Regions from separate parts of the Rattus norvegicus genome. Here region 1 is linked to region 2. A link is a contact called in public Hi-C data. All regions are on one chromosome and are shown on one strand. The core of a region is the stretch at or near the end of the contact, and the rest is flanking DNA. Distances in the headings are between cores, read along the strand shown.

Region 1 (2,700 bases), core at 180-2,679, 41 kb before region 2:
AGTGGTAGAGCGCTTGCCTAGCAAGCGCAAGGCCCTGGGTTCGGTCCCCAGCTCCGAAAAATAGAAAAAAAAAAAAAAAAAAAAGAAGAAGTGAAGGCTCATGTGTGCAGGGAATCTTCCTCCTTTGCTCTTTGCCTTCTCTTTCTGAGGCAGGTCTCTTAAGTCAAACCCAGAGCTCATTGATCGGTTAGTCTTCTGCAGACTCTCTTTATGAGATGAAGTCTCACTGTGTGGTCCAGGCTGACCTTTGGCCCATGAGCTTCCAGAGTGCTGGCTCGTGGGCATTTGCCATCATGAGTGGAGTTTTTGGGCCTTGGTGTTTGAGTCAGGAAGAGGTTGTTTAGAGCTGCTCAGAAGTCACCATGCTCAGCTCACGTTAGTGGGGCGACTAAGTAGAGGGAGGGAGGGAGGGAGGGAGGGAGGGAGGGAGGGAGGGAGGGAGGGTGGATGGATGGATGGATGGATGGATGGGTTTGTTTGTTTGTTTGTTTGTTTGTTTGTTTTTGAGACAAGCTGTTACTGTGTAGCCATGGCTGGCCTGGAACTTGCTAGGTAGACCAGGATGCTTCCTGCCTCTGCCTCCTGAGTGATGGATTTAAAGGTGTAAGCTATTATGCCTGGCATTTACTTATTTTAAAAAGGTGTGTAGAGGTGTGTGTGTGTGTGTGTGTGTGTGTGTGTGTGTGTGTGTGTGTGTGTATACCTGCGCACTTGTGCATGTGAACGAACACTTGCCTATGGAAGCCAGAAAAGGGCATTGGATCTTATGGATCTGGAGTTACAGGTGGTTGTGAACCACCTGTCATGGGCACTGGAAGGTGAAGGACAGGGTGGGGGTCCCCTCTGGAAGAGCAACAAGTACCCTTAACCACCAAGCTGTCTCTTTAAAGGTATGTGAGCCCTGTCACTGTCTCAGATATACCAGAAGAAGGCATGAGCTCTCATTACAGATGGTTGTGAGCCACCATGTGGGTGCTGGGAATTGAACTCAGGACCTCTGGAAGGGCAGTCGGTATTCTTAACCACTGAGCCATCTCTCCAGCCCCAACCAAGCTGTCTTTCTAGCACTGAATATTTTTTTTACTTTCTTTCTTTTTTTTTTTTTTCTTTCGGAGCTGGGGACCGAACCCAGGGCCTTGCGTTTGCTAGGCAAGCGCTCTACCACTGAGCTAAATCCCCAACCCCTGAATATTTTTTTTAAACAGGCGCTTTAAGCATTTATTTTCTTTCTTCCAAGGAGGTAATGCAAATTCAGTGTTGAAATTTGTAAAGCAATAGAACAATAAGAGTGTCGTGCCCACACTTAGTCTACGTGGGAGGCCATCTGTCCCTGTGGGCACACTTCCCTTTCAGAATGACTGCTGCATGACTGCACACGCACGTACACACTAAAACCTTTCTGGCGGTGCTCACTTAGGCTCGGTGCTGCATAAAGAGCTTGGGTGTCTCTGCAGCCTCTCAGACACAGTGTGACTGTGGTCTTCCTTGCTGTGACAGGAGCTGGTGACAAAGTATTCTCAGCAGATGGTGAAAGGCATGCTACAGCTGCTTTCCAACTGTCCAGCGGAGACCGCACACCTCCGGAAGGAGCTTCTCATCGCTGCCAAGCACATCCTCACCACGGAGCTAAGAAACCGTAAGGCCGCCTTTTCTCCCAAGGCCTGTGTAGCCTGGGCCATCTTTGGAGCAAGGCTTGCTGACTTCCTAGAATTTCTACAGGGTCTTAGCATGTCTGGTCCTTCATTATTGCAGCCTTGGGTCTTCAATTTTTAATTTTCATTTGTTTGCTCGCTCGTGTATGGATGTGTGTGTTTTACTTGTGTCTTTGTACAACTGTGCACCACACATGTGCCTTTTGTCTGCAGAGACCAGAAGAGGGTGTCAGATCCCCGAGACTGGAGTTTGAGACACTTCAGAGCTGTCATGTGGGTGTTGGGAATCGAACTAAGTCTTTACTGAGCCAACTCTCTAGCCCACTTATGTTTTCAAGACAGGTTTTCTCTGTGTAGCCCTGGTTGTTCTGGAGCCATCTGTAGACCAGGCTGGCTCAAACTCTGAGATCTGCCTTCTGAGTGCTAAGATACTAAAGGTGTGGGCCATCATACCCCGCCAGCCCTCTTTGAAGACATATTTTTATTAATTGTCTGTGCGTGTGCTGGGGTGAGGGTTTGCACACGAGTTCAGGTGCCCGCAGGAGGCCAGAGGCCTGAGATGTACTTGACTTTAGAACTAAGCTGGCTGTATGTCAGGTTTGTTCCAGAATCTAACTGTCCCGTGGGCTTGTCATCCATATCCAAGAGGTCAGTTCTCTTCTGCCTTTGGTACGATTGTGCCATCTCTCTAGTCAGTCTTGGTCAGTTCTCTAACACTGAACATTACCCGGACTGTCTTCGTGGGCAGGCGGCTTGTGTGGCCCAGTAGAAGCAGCATCTCACCTCACAGGGTCTTTGCTGTCTTTTCTCTGCCCTGAGCACTGGGGAAGGCTTGTGAGGTCTTTAATGTTCTTCTGTTTCCTAGAGTTCATCCCCTGCATGGACAAGCTGTTTGATGAATCTATCCTGATAGGCTCTGGGTACACGGCTCGGGAGACGCTCAGGTACAGCCTTGCTAGACGGACACAGGCCTGCTTGGTGCGATTGCTAGGGACTGGATCACCTGTACTAGGACTCTAATTAAGTGCAGGTCTGCTGGGCTCTCCTC
Region 2 (2,700 bases), core at 172-2,671:
TGGAGAAGGCAGCAGACAGGTGCATGTGACCAGTCCTCTTCAGCTTATAGAGGGTTTGGTATTTCCATGAGAGGACTGTGGAGGAGGAGTGATAGAGGATGGTAGGACAGACACAACTCAAGGGCCACTGTTACTTGTGTGCTCAGACAAAGGACAGTCCTGGTTTGTCAGGGTCCTAGTGCTTAGGAGAGTCAGATCTGCTTACCTGGAATGAATGAAACTAGGTCTCGCCTTGGACACAACTGCGGCATTCTCTCCTGGACCTCGGTGACAGCTAAGGCTGTCATGGTTCCTTTGGGAAAGATTGATTTCCCTTAGTGTGTGGGAGCAACATAAGCAAGGGCCCTATAGACATTGCACAGGGGCTGCTACAGACAGAAGTGTCTTAGGAGGGTTGAGAACACAAGGGATTTCACAGTCAAGGGCTGATGTCACATCAGAAGGTTTTATGTGGACTGAGAAGTCTTTGAGGGGTTCAGGGAGTGAGAGGAGTCACGGCGCTAGCTATGAACAGAAAGATGATTTTAGAGTAGGTCTACAGATAACCCAGGAGGCTCCCTGGGCTGGGTTTGGGGCTGTGCTGCAGGTGATGAGAGGAAAGGAGAGTCAAGGGAGGGGAAGCATAGGTCTCTCCTGGACAGTGCATCTAGGGCGGAGAGAAGCATGATGGCAACCTGGAAGAGCTTGGGCCAAGAGCAATCGGAAAGCAAGTTCAGGCCTGCAGCTAACCCGGGGTAGGAGTTGGGGGCACTGTGACCTGAGATGTGGACCTGGGTTGTCTGTGTGTGAGCTGCTCCTCTGATACTCAGGTGCTCCTGGGTGTTCACACCCTCCCCGTACCAGGTGTTGCTGTTAAACTGTTCTTTTCCCCATGATCCTCTCTAGCTCCTCCTGGCGGTGTGCGAGAAGAGCACAGCCATTGGAACCAGCTGCCAGGGAGCCATGCTTCCCTCCATTACCAATGTCATCAACCTGGCCGACAGCCATGACCGGGCTGCCTTTGCCATGGTCACTCATGTCAAGCAGGAGCCTCGGGAACGAGAGAACAGTGAGTCTAAAGAAGAGGTGAGGCTCTGGCTGCGCAGACGAAGTTGCCGTTAGTTTTGAGTTGGCAAGAGTAGTGCAGGACCTGTCTCTGCCCCAGGCTAAGTGTGGCCCCTTAGTTTGGCTTTCTTGCTGTTAAAACCAAAAAGCATCTTCTTTGGCATGCCCATTTGGCATTGTTCTGAGCCAATTCTGCTTAAAGCCGGCATCTGTTTTGAGGTTTTTCCCTCTGCTGTGATGCTGTACTTCGAGCAGAAGTGATAACCGTCACACAGGAACCCAGGGCTGAGCCCTCCACAGCCTTCTGGGAGCCTTGTGTATGGTCACATTGCTGGATGGTAATGTGGAGCCGAAAGTGCCTCTGGAAAGAAGCTGCTGCCCTCCTTAGTCGTCAGCTCTCCCACGCTCCACTCTCCTCGTGGGAGCGTTTGCTGGTGCTCCTTACGCTACTGGCTTTGTGGGTGTGGGCGTAGAAAAAAGTCACCTAGCAACAGGGAGAACACTTCCTTCCTGTAAAAGGGGGAGCTGGGGGCTGGTGTTATAGCTTAGTTGGTTGAGCACTTGCCTAGCATATGTGAAGCCCCTGGACAGTTCAGTTAAGGAAGAAGTTGTTAATCACGTCCATCTGTCATGTCTTGCTATAATAATCTGAGTGACATCGGTAGCCATGCTTGGTGACTCCTCCAGGACTACTGTTGGCTTTCAGGGATAGTTTCCTGCTTCATTGTTGACTATGACTTTCTAGAAACTTGAGACTAGAAAACACTGACCCGGCGTGTCCCGTACAGTGACTCGGCAGCATTGACGTACTGGAGCTTCTCAGAACAAGTGACACACTTGTGACTCCACCGAAGTTCACTCTGATCATCCAAACACAGAGAACAGTGGTCATCCTTCCACCATTGTTTAGAAGGAGATGCAGTGGGTACAGGGAGGGTCAGGATGGCAGATGTGAGCCTGAGTACCATGGTGTACAGACTAAAGTGCCAAGATGAAACACATTACACATTCTAGCTAAACTTAAGGGGGAGAAGGAAGCTCTGGAAAAAGTAATGCTTGTTCATCCGAAGCCAGTTGCTCACTTCTGTCCTCCTTACAGTCAGATCTAGCCTAGAGACTTACTGCTGAATAACCCTACTTTCTTGCTCTTTCTGAACTCTGGCTGGCTGATTCAACTCAGCTGTTCTGGATCAAACTCCTCTCCAAGCTAACTGACTCAATCTGGCTTCTGTCAGCTTCTGAACTGCTCTGCTTGGCCTCATACTAACTCTGGCAATCTGTTCTAATCCTCTGGCTACTTCTCGTTTTCTGGTTCATTCTGTCTTCACCTGTGTCTAGCTTTGTTCTCTCTGCAACCTGTCTCTCTGTAACTGCCTCAGCCTCAGTTAAACTGCCTCCCTCCGCGCCCCTCTGCACCCTCTGTCTAAAGTAGCTTCCCTCTCTGCTCTTGTGAGAGTTGGGCGTATCCTAGTCTGTCAGGTCTTTCTCTGATTTGTCACTTTGCCACTCAAGTAGATAACACTTGTCAAACACGGGGCTTCCTTCTACAGACTGTAACTCTACCTTCATTGTTTGGGATTAAAGGTCTCTACTGAGGCCATGTCTGTTCCAGCCAGGGGGATTAAAGGGATGTGCTAATAAGGCTGAGTCGCACAT

Evidence for each region. A called contact is a pair of places that touch in the nucleus more often than the background predicts.
Region 1: a Hi-C map of prefrontal cortex shows a contact between it and region 2, with 2.7 times the contacts expected there. The contact joins two enhancer-like sites. A contact is called at or near these places in 3 of 12 Hi-C or Micro-C datasets (frontal cortex, hepatocytes and prefrontal cortex).

What each region holds. Positions count from the first base shown.
Region 1 is chr12:14,921,615-14,924,314 of GRCr8, reverse strand. It overlaps Trrap (transformation/transcription domain-associated protein), which reads left to right. Exons shown (of 71, transcript NM_001105907.4): 12 at 1,498-1,636; 13 at 2,518-2,596. Among named protein-coding and RNA genes, the nearest start is that of Trrap, 18 kb to the left of the region's middle. Within about 2 kb of position 1,429, at least 10 of the 93 cell types and tissues checked have an H3K27ac peak or open chromatin away from gene starts, as enhancers often do. A contact at or near this core is called in prefrontal cortex, where this site is marked.
Region 2 is chr12:14,880,487-14,883,186 of GRCr8, reverse strand. It overlaps Trrap (transformation/transcription domain-associated protein), which reads left to right. Exons shown (of 71, transcript NM_001105907.4): 50 at 886-1,065. The region is part of intron 1 of LOC134481264 (a long non-coding RNA gene); the gene reads right to left. Among named protein-coding and RNA genes, the nearest start is that of Trrap, 60 kb to the left of the region's middle. Within about 2 kb of position 1,421, at least 25 of the 93 cell types and tissues checked have an H3K27ac peak or open chromatin away from gene starts, as enhancers often do. A contact at or near this core is called in prefrontal cortex, where this site is marked.